Regions from separate parts of the Macaca mulatta genome. Here region 2 is linked to region 1. A link is a contact called in public Hi-C data. All regions are on one chromosome and are shown on one strand. The core of a region is the stretch at or near the end of the contact, and the rest is flanking DNA. Distances in the headings are between cores, read along the strand shown.

What was found. A called contact is a pair of places that touch in the nucleus more often than the background predicts.
Region 2: a contact with region 1 is called in a Hi-C map of CD4 T cells, with 5 times the contacts expected there. The contact joins the promoter of CCDC7 here to the promoter of EPC1 in region 1. A contact is called at or near these places in 5 of 14 Hi-C or Micro-C datasets (CD4 T cells, cortical neurons, fetal cortex germinal zone and 2 more).

Annotation. Positions count from the first base shown.
Region 1 is chr9:33,750,807-33,756,494 of T2T-MMU8v2.0, reverse strand. It overlaps EPC1 (enhancer of polycomb homolog 1), which reads left to right and starts at 2,789. Exons shown (of 14, transcript XM_015146768.3): 1 at 2,789-3,064. The coding sequence starts at 3,062.
Region 2 is chr9:33,825,069-33,830,756 of T2T-MMU8v2.0, reverse strand. It overlaps CCDC7 (coiled-coil domain containing 7), which reads right to left and starts at 2,514. Exons shown (of 45, transcript XM_028826154.2): 1 at 2,243-2,514.

The DNA of each region.
Region 1 (5,688 bases), core at 1,540-4,039:
ATTCACCCGCCTCAGCCTCCCAAAGTGCTGGGATTATAGGCGTGAGCCACCGCGCCCAGCCCTGTTTGGTTTTTCAATAGCACTTAGAACAATGTGCAATAATATACACTTGACCCTTGAACAACACAGGTTTGAGCTATACAGGTCCACTTATACACAGATTTTGTTTCAATAAAAGTTACACAGAGTATTCCTGCCTCTCCTGCTTCCCCTTCCACCTCCTCCACCTCTGCCACCCCTGCCACTCCTGAGACAGGAAGACCAAACCCTCCTCTTCTTTCTCCTCTTCAGATACTCAATGTGAGGACAATGAGGAATAAAGATCTTTATGATGATCCACTTCTGCTCAATGAATAATAAATATATTTTCTCTTCCTTATACTTTCTTAGTAACATTTTCTTTTCTCTAGTTTACTTTATTGTACAAATTCAATATAGAGTACATACGACACACAAAATGTGTGTTAATTGACTGTTTATGTTATTGGTAAGGTCAGTAGTAGGTTATTACTAGTTCAGTTTGGGGGAAGTTAAAAGTTACACAGAATATTTGACAGCATGGGGGATTGGCACCCCTGACCCCCACATACTTCAAGGATCAACTGTATTTGTTCACCTGCTATTTATCTGTCTCTCCACTAGATTATGAACTCCATGAAGGAGGAAATAAACTATTTACTTGTTCACTAATATGTTCATAGCACCAAGCATCATGCCTGGCACATTCTAAGTTCTCAAGAACTGTTTGAATAAACAGTAAAATAATTATTCATCTTATGTATTTCTGTGATAATCTGCCCCGAAACATTTCATTCTACAAATTATCTTTACCAAAACAAAAACCAAAAATCCCTCGAATTGTGTATATCATGAATATGGTCTCAAAAACTCCAAAGAAAATTATCCCATAGGAAAGCATGTAATCAGAAGTATGTGTATCTTACAAAGTGCACAGAACATCCTAATCTACAGATAATAAAGTATATGAAGGTGTATACACATATGGATGTGCATATCTAGGTATTTTCTTTACCCTGGCTGTTCATTAAATATATCTGACCCCAAGTCTACTCAGATTGTCTACTTCACTTGACAGTAGAACAAAGGCAGGAGATGCAGCCCAGAGAGGGGTCTAGCTCAAATGCTATCTAAATTGGCCAAGGCCCCATGGCGGTAGGTGACCTGTCTAGTTAAAGTTCAAGGAGGTCTCACTAAAAACATAGCGAGTTCTACCTGCTAGCTTATCATGGACAGGCTCTGTTTATTCCAACTGTCCTGTAATTAGCCCTTTTTACTCTCAAAGTATCCTGTGTTAGACGATAAATTCATAGTCACCCTAGCTACATCTTTCTAAGAATGTTACCTATTAAATGCCAGGCAGGGATACCAGACCAACGTGTGTGTATATACATGTATGTGTATGTGTGTGCATATGTGCATGTGTGTGTGTATGTGTGTGGTGTGTGTGGAGGGGGAAGAGATTGTGAAGAATGTAGATCATTCCCCACTCCTTTCTTAATCCAGTTCCTTTAAACCCTGTTCTCTCCTTGACTCATTAGAAAATTTAGTGGGCAAAGAATTTTTACTATGTTAACACATGTATGCAGTATTTAACACACTACAATCTTTGTCGACTTTTCTTACTTTACATTAGCAAGCATAGTCTTGCGTCAGTTTAACGTTCATTTTTTTAAAGTCTTAGACTTTGTCTTTATTTAAAAGCCCAGTTGCAAACACCAAATACCTGACTCAGCTCACAACTAGAGACCGAGCATCAAATTTCCCAGCCCACTTAATTTGAAAGCCTGCCAAGATAGGTGAAAGACCTTATAAATATGTAAAGCAGGAAGTTCAAATTACAGTCAAGTAAATCTCTAGTGATTGATGTTCTTTTCAAAACAATTTTAAAAAACTAATAATGACCAGCACAATTCTAAGACCCTCTTACCAAAGGCTTCCCCCGAATTCAGACTCAATGGTGTACTTTCAGTACTGTATTTATTTTGGATTTTTACCACTTCCTGGAGGCCAGGAGGAGGCACAGTGGGAGGATCCTAAAAAACTCAGTACCACAGCCATTTTGTTTGTAAGGCAGAGTGGTAGAATTCTGCCAGCCGGTAAAGGTTTTTGAAACAATTTTTAAGGGGGGGCGGGGGAGGGGGCGGGAATATGCCTATTGTTTTCATTTAACCGCTAAATTCATTATTTTATTTTACTTTTTGCACACATGGTAGTTACTGTGAATAAGAAATTACGTATTTTTTTCCCAAGGAATTAGAGATCTCGGAGCTAAAGGAGTCATGAATTTTGTTCCAGGATGACTGGCTTCTCTAGGTACCCTCATGAGATCAAATTGAAAAAATATTTTGATGGACATAGTTTTTACATGGCCAGGTTTGCATGCGGAGGATCTATCGACGTTTTGGAAAGGAGCAACAATTTGCTCAAGAAAAACATGATAATGCTGTTTTAAAAAGCAAAAACAAAAACAAACAAACAAAAAACCCCACATCCAAGAAGCCAGAGTGTTCCTTCAGATGTTAAAAGGGGCATTCCCCCGAGCTCACAGGCAGCCGTGGGTGCTATTGTCTTGCAGTGTCACTTAATAGCGAGCTTAGACTTTTGTCATTTGGGTGGCTGTGCTTTTAAAAGCCCAGTGTAAAATGGCACACACACTGCATTTTTTTCCGAGCTGCAGGAGGCGGGGGCAGCGGGGGATAGTGCAGACTGTAGGGACACTGCCCTCCCAGCCAATCAGCGCTCGCCTGCTTGCCATCGCAAAGTTGTTAACCCCAGAGTCTTCTGGCTGTGCTGCCTCCTCTGCTTTTAATCTTCTGTGGATATTTCTCCGATTTCTCCCAAACGCCCATAGATCCTGGGGGAAGCCACCCCATTCGGCCGCCGATCATGGAAGAAAGTATTACTTTTTATTTACCAAACATTTTAAAGATGTTGGAAGATCCGTATGCTGCCTGGAGGCTGTTGTTTCTAGAGACACAAGTATCCAGCCTATATTGTTACAATTTTTTTTCAAGAACTGCCGTCTTCTTTGCCTGCACTAATGGTAAGTTTGTAATTTTCACCATTTATGTCATTCAGTCTTCGAAAGAGCCACCGGCTAAAAAGGATTTTCATTGTGTTTCTTCTAACAAAACCAATCTTTGTATTTTTCTTTAGCTTTGATCTCTGCACGTTCTACCTAATCTTGCTTGGTTAATTTTTACCAAGAGAAAAAAAAAATAGTTTTTTTTTCATTGTTAAAGCTAAATGTTTATAATATAAATTATACTTTAATTACTGTGAACTACAGAGGAACTCAGATATTTCAAGATGGACTTGTTTTGTGCCAGTAATGTTGGCAATGCCAAATATGTGCATATCCTCTTTATAAAAATTATGTCTTACCTAATTTGTCCAGGACTCAATTATCAGCAGGCAAACTATGGATATAGTTTTTTTTAAATGGACCTATTGTGGTTCTCTTGATAGATTACTTGGATACAAACTACGGAAAAGCTGCCCTTGGTATAATGAAGGTGGAGGTTGACATAACCGGGTTTATATTAAGTTATGGCTGTTACTAAATAGTGGATCTTTTATTTGCTGATCAGGTCTCAACTTGTAGTCTATGATATTATTTCTTTGAAGCTCTTCATTAGATAATCTTTGCAGATCTTGCTTATTTTTCTCCAATAAGGTACATTTGGGAGACATTTTGTAATTTTTGGCATTTTTCTAATTTTTTTTCTTTTTGCACACGGTGGGAGATCTTTTTTGTTTTGCATTGATCTGTGTTGGTGGCGCTGTAGTGCTCCTCAACAATTTATGTCAGTTTCACTAAAAGAAAAAAGGAAGAAAAAAAAGAGGTGGGGCAAGATTTGATCTATTCTCTTCTCCCTTTATTTTCTTAAAGAAAGTTCATTTTAGTCAGTGGAAATATTCAGTTGTGTTATTTAAATGTTTTCTGTGAACTGTGAACTGTGGTGAGAGCAGACATGTCGTCACAACCAGTCGAGGGAACATCAGGGACATGCATGCAGTTTGCAGTTGTTTTATCTGATCTGATTTATCATCTCTATATCACAATTATTCAATAATAAGCTGTCGATTTATCTTTTTAGTAACATTTTGCGTTTTCCTTATATTACAAAATTACATGTGTTAGTGTATTTTCAATTTAACCAAACATTTGAGTTTTAGTTCCTTCAACATTGTAAAAGTTGAATTTCATTTTGAACCTAGGGATTTCTTAAATAACTATTCTAAGTTTCTCCTGAGGTTTTTCTAATAAATAGTCATATAATAATTCCTACATTATTATTTGTTTCATTTTGAAATGATACTTCAACTGAATTTACAGATAGCCTTGTTTATAAAATAACAAATATTTTGGAATAAGATAATTTTTTAAGAATATGTGCACAGTTGCTTTTAACTTTAAAAATTTTGACGTTCACATATCTAAATGCAGGATTATATCTTTTCCATCTTTGTTCTTATTGAGAGTTATCTGATTAGAGAACATGGGATTTAGGCCCAAAGCCTCCCAAGAACAAAAATGTGTTACGATCTGACATAGGTTTTACTGGTCTCTGTAAATATTTTAGTTGTTTATGGAGATAGTAAGTGTGCCCTTAGTTCAAAAAGAAAGTGGGACAAATCAGTAACTGAACCCTAAAACATTTTTTTTTTGCCACATAAAATAAAAACAACTGAAATAGTATACTAGACCACTTTTCCATAAGATTGAAGAGATTATTTTTTGAAAGAGTGAACATGTCAAGAATTATTATTTAGTGTGTTTATCCACTTTGAAATATGTAAATGCTCGTTTCACTTTTTAATCATTTAACAGGTTGAAGTAAAAGGATGTGTGAAAATGGCTAAAAATAGTATTTCTGATTTTTGTGTCTCTATACTCTATCTACATAACCCTTTCCTTGAACTTCAAAAATAATTATGTATTATGCCCATATTTTGTTTATACTATGCTATAAAAATGTGAAAATGTTCACTGTCACATTTTAGCTATTCATAAAATGTAAATGCCCCATCAAAGCTGGTTTTTGACATTATAGATTATTTATAGAATGAAATACTGCAGGTGTAAATATATTATCTAACCCTCTGGTTATGCTGGAGAGTTTAGTTCTCTGAAGTTGATCTAGCAAATAAAATATACTTTCCAACACATGTATTGCTAAAATAGTCTGCTATTCAGAATGGTGATCATTTTTATTTTATTTAATCTCTGAAAACTAAACGTGTATATAATGTAGCCCCCTTTTAAAAACAAACTGATGCTATGAAGTCCATATGTAGCTATGCAATGCTCTTTGTTCTCCTACATCATTGACTATTACATCATTGATTATGAAGTAACTATTACAGTTAAATCTTCACTTTTAAAAATCCTTCATATATATTTATATGACAGATAACATTTTATATGTGACTCTTACATCACTATGTATTTAAGGAGGTTGAAATCTATGAGAAAAAAACAATTCACTATTTTATATTATTCTCCATTTTAAAATCCACCTTGAGCTTCATTTTAACTCTTGATTCCTTGGACATTAATTTTTTTAATTGATAACATTTTTATAGAAATTTAGTTCATGAGCTTGGTGTGATTGTGATTAGAATTATAACAAATTTTCTTTACTAAAAACCTTTATTTATTAA
Region 2 (5,688 bases), core at 1,265-3,764, 75 kb before region 1:
ACATATAATATATATGGGGCCAGGGATACATGCCCTTAAATACGTCTGACAAGCACAAACAGAAAATTCGCAAAAACTAAAATTCTAAGACATTTTATACAACTTGCTGTTACATTCTTTAAACTAGGTTGTAAACAATAGAATGAAAATATCTTTTTTTTTTTTTTTTTTTTTGAGACGGAGTCTCGCTGTGTCTCCCAGGCTGGAGTGCAGTGGCGTGATCTCGGCTCACTGCAAGCTCCGCCTCCCGGGTTCACGCCATTCTCCCGCCTCAGCCTCCCAAGTAGCTGGGACTACAAGCGCCCGCCACCACGCCCGGCTAGTTTTTTGTATTTTTAGTAGAGACGGGGTTTCACCATGTTAGCCAGGATAGTCTCGATCTCCTGACCTCGTGATCCACCCGCCTCGGCCTCCCAAAGTGCTGGGATTACAGGCTTGAGCCACCGCGCCCGGCCGAATGAAAATATCTTAATAGCACTGAAAATGTTTATTTCATCCAAGAATTATACAACTGCTTTTTTGTTTTGATGATACACTATAGTTAATTGAATGCATAGTCATCAAGCATAATTTTTAAATCATAGTCAAATATCACTTAGCAAAGATAACTTGATACCAGTGTCACTAAAAATCCATTTGAAGGAAGAACACAATGCTCTACTGGAAACTACTGATGATAATAGTAAATACATACATTATAGCACTTGAACCAAAGCCCCTGCAAAATATTCCCTTTTACATTTTTCTTTTTTTTTTTTTCTTTTTTTTTTTTTTTGAGACAGAGTTTCACTCTTGTCACCCAGGCTGGAGTACAATGGAGCAATCTTGGCTCACTGCAACCTTCGCCTCCCGGGTTCAAGCGATTCTCCTGCCTCAGCCTCCCGAGTAGCTAGGATTACAGGTACCCGCTGCCACGCCCAGCTAATTTTTGTATTTTTAGTAGTGACAGGGTTTCACCACATTGGCCAAGCTGGTCTCACACTCCTGACCTCAGGTTATCCGCCCACCTCGGCCTCCCAGAGTGCTGGGATTACACGCCTGAGCCACCGTGACTGCCCCCTTTTACATTATTCTCATACCGATTGTGACATGATGCTTTAAGTAAAAATTAATGTTACAAGCAAAATGATGCAGAAACCAAGATTAAATTTACAAAATTGAAAAGCCTCAAAAGAATTCTGAATAAATTACATTGCCAAAGAAACTCCATCAAAACCATCAGGTCCAAGCAAACATCAAAAATTCCACCAAAACCATCAGGACCAGCAAACAGGATGTAAGAAGAGTGGCCAATGAGCCAATAAGTAAAACCAAAAGGGCACATATACATAGAAAGCAAGGAAAAGAAAATGTCACCAAGGACGAAGCGATGAACTATGTCAAATGCTGAGTCAAGTAAAATGAAGACTAAGAGCTGACACTGGATTTGGCAACATGGAGGTAGGTCATTTGTAACCTGAAGAACAGAACGGCAACAATTTCAGTAGAATGATCGAGGTAAATATCTGACTTACCGTTCAAAAGAAAGGAAGTAAGAACAAAGAATTGAATACAACCACTGTAGACAAATTTTACTACAAAAGGGAGGAAAGAAATAGAGTATTACTAGAAGAAAACATGGTCAAGAGGAAAGTTCGATGGAAAAAAGAACAAGTGTATTATGGATTGCATTGTGTCCTCTCCCCCCAAAAAAGTGTGAGGAAAGGAAGGAAGGAAGGAAGGCAGGAAGGCAGGCCGGCCGGCCGGCCACGCTCACTTAGTGCAAAAAAAAAGAGAAAAAAGAACCTGACAAATGCTCCGATGAAGTTCACATAAATACAAAAATAGAGTCACACGCAATGAATACCTGTATTAGCAAGCAAATATTTAAGGATTTTACATATTTAATTCATTTATCCCTCCTAACAATGCTAGGAAGTGGATGTCAGCATTACTTCGCCCAAGTGCATCTGTCCCTTTCCGCCACCACGACAAATGTTTTCTGGTTTCATCCTTCAAGGATTAATGTACATTCATTTCAAACCCTTTAATGACAGTGTACAAAATCGAGGAGAGCGGCAAGGGTCGGCAGGGGGCGTAGGGAAAGGATGATTTGCCTTCGATCCCAGATCTTGCATAAAAAGCAGCACAACCGCCACGGAGGCAGCCACGCAGCGGGAAAACTAAGTGCAAACCCAGGACTCTCCCGAAACCCTCAGGTCCGGCTGAGAGAGCCGCTCGCGAGGCTCCCGGCCCTGTGTACCTGCTGAGACTGTGGGAAGTCGGGTGACTGGGCGGTTTGGCCTTGCCAAGGCTGGCTCTAAGGTGAAAAACTATTTGCCTGAGGAAGATGGCAATTCCGAGCCTGCCAGACTTCCTTCGAGACAGAAGCCTGAAAACTCCTCAGACTCCAGCCCCACCCTTTTACAAACTGACGTTTGTGCTGAAAGAAAAGGCCCGGCCTCTGCGCCCCCGGGCGGCAGCAAAGACCGCCGGGCGCCCGCCGCCGGCGCCGGATGGGGCCGTTGATGCCACGTCCCAGACGCCCGACGCCACGACGCCTTGGCGCCGCCGACGTCGCTGACGCTGCGGGCGTGAGCTGCGCGCCAAGAGCGGCAGAGGAGACGCAGTTTGGCTGCTGTGGGGATCTGACGGAAGGTTGATAATGTCCATGGGCACGTCGGCCTCCTCCTTCCTTATTCTTTCCGATGTGTAATTCCGGGACGCCCGCGGAGCGCAGATTCATCGAGGCATTTGGCCTAGAGGCCTGCGAAGGAGAAATAAAATACAGGCCTGGTAGGACCTTTAAGAACCTGGACCTTTAAGAACCTGGGCTTCGCCTGCAAAACCGGAGCCCCAGTCCTTCATTCATCTGCTATCTCCTCAAGCTCTTTTCAGTGTATTGTGGAGTTCATTACCAGACTCTAAGCTCGCACGGAAGTGTACATCAGCTTTGTGATCTTAAAAGCAAAACAAAATCAAATGGACTAGGAATTAACTCGAAGCAGAGTTGTGACACTTAAGTGGTTTCTTGCCATCAGCTTCCACGCACTGCTTTAATATGCAATTTTACAAGATAGAGTTTTTTTCGATAATTTGACCTCAAGAAATATATTAATTTTGTCTTTAAGTTGAACAAAGTAAAATGTTTTTAATATTTTAAAATATTAATTGGTTCTCACTTATTAGGTGGGAATTGAACAATGAGAACACTTGGACACAGGAAGGGGAACATCACACACCGGGGCCTGTTGTGGGATGGGGGGAGGGGGGAGGGATAGCATTAGGAGATATACCTAATGTAAATGACGAGTTAATGGGTGCAGCACACCAACATGGCACATGTATACATATGTAACAAACCTGCACGTTGTGCACATGTACCCTAGAACTTAAAAGTACAAAAAAAAAAAGAAAAATACACATATAGACTGTGGTAGGGGGCGGCAGGGGAGATCAATTTACTTGTTGAACTGGTTCATATGCATTTTCCAGGCAACAGAAAATCTAAATTTGAAAGGAAAAAAGTGAAGAAGGGGAAGCTTTAGTAGCATCATTCAAGTGTGAGTATGTATTACTACATAGTCCTTGAAATAGAAGGGGCTTACATTATGAAATACTGAAAGATCTAAGAGCTTTGAAACAAAGTTGAAAACATATTGCTTAGTGGTAAATAAAGCAATGTAGGGTTTCAACTGTGCTATCCAATGTGGGAGCCACAACCCCAGGTGGCTACTGAACACCTTAAACGTGTTGGTCCAACTGGTATGTGCTATGAATGTAACATATACAATACACGTCAAAGGGTTGCTATGAAAATAAAAAAGAATGTAAATATCTCAATAATTTTATATTGATTGCGTTGAAATACTATTTTTAATATATCAGCTTATAAAATATATTACTAAAATAAAATATTAATTGATATAATTTAATTGTTAATAATGCCTGTGTGTAAATGAAAGGAATAGGAAAGATGGAACTAAAACTAAAAACCAGATTTAAAGGAGACCTTAGATTTGACATAATAGATTTAAACTATTTTCTAAAACTCTGAAAATTGATTGTATCTAATTATTTCTAATTTTCCAGTAAAATCTGAATGCCTCATCAGAGATTCCTGAAAATTTATCAGCTCCCAAGAGCTGGTGTAGGCTAGCTCCAGCACACCACTGGGAGTTACCACTGGGGTTGCCTGGAAAGGGAAAACAAGACATCTTCTGGAGTGCCAGAAATGTTGTCTTCTGCTCTTTCTGGGTGCGTTCAAAAATTCATGAAGGCAGGCGGGCACAGTGGCTCACACCTGTAATCCCAATACTTTGGGAGGCTGAGGTGGTGCATCACTTGAGGTCAGGAGTTTGAGACTAGCCTGGTCAACATGGTGAAACCCCATCTTTACTAAAAATACAAAAATTAACCGGGCATGATGGCGGGTGCCTGTAATCCCAGCTATTTGGGAGGCTGAGGCAGGAGAATCACTTGAACCCAGGAGGTGGAGGTTGCAGTGAGCCGAGATTGTGCCATTGTACTCCAGCTTGGGCAACAGAGCAAGACTCTATCTAGAAAAGAAAAAAAGAAAATCATGAAGGCATATGCTTATTTGTGCACTTTTCAGTATGTGTGTTTTATGTCAGTAATAAAGAAAATGTACATATAAATGATCAGATTTATTAAACTTTCCACCAACAATTTTTTAAAGTTGGCAATAAAATTAAGAAAGTAGTTTAGAAAGAATTGAATTGCTAAATTCAAAATCTCCCAAAACCATTGTAAATGAAAGGGATAGGAAAGATAGAACTAAAAATCAGGAGAGATAAAAGAAGACCTTAGATTTAACACAGCCAATTTCAGTTATTTTCTAGAACCCTGAAAATGGATTATATCTAGTCATTTCTTATTTTGTTGGTAAAATCTTAATGGTCAAGTTGTCAAGTTAGCATACATTAGCAAAACTCTCAGCATGAGTCTAGCCAAAAGTTCACCATTCATATCTGTAGCCTTAATAGTCAGCACAGCTAAGAACCATAGAAAAGTTATCAGTGCTGACAATGTAAAGCAAAGAAGTTTAAAAAGTTAATAAATTTAAGCATGTAATATCAAATTCTGCAATGGTTTGAGTCTGTGACATGAATAGATTATTCTTTGAAAACAAACAATACTTATGAATAGAGAGGAACTTTTTCATCTGATGAAGGACATCTGTGAACTATCTCCAGCTAGCATCATTTTTAAGAGTGAAAAGTTGATTTTTCCTTAAGATCGGAAGGAGGCAAGGATATTTGCTCTCACTATGTCTATTCAATATTATACTGGAGTGCAATAAGGCAAGAAAAAGAAATAAAGGCATAATGATTTCAATGAAAGAAATAAAGCTGTATTTCCAGACAACAATACAATTTCCAGACATCTACAGTGAAAACTATATAACATTACTGAGAGAAATTAAAGAAGATCCAAATAAATGGAGATTATATACCATATTAATGGATTAGAAGACCCAATATTGCTAAAATGTCTATCAATATTTATCTATGGATTAAATGCATCTATGATCAAAATCCAAGCAGATTATTTTCTAGAAATCAAGAAAATAATTTTGCAATTTATATGGAAATGAAAAAGGCTAGAACCAAAACAATCTTGAAAAAAATGAGCAAATATTTAAATGACATATACTACAGGAGTTATAAAGTTATAGTAAGATAGTAT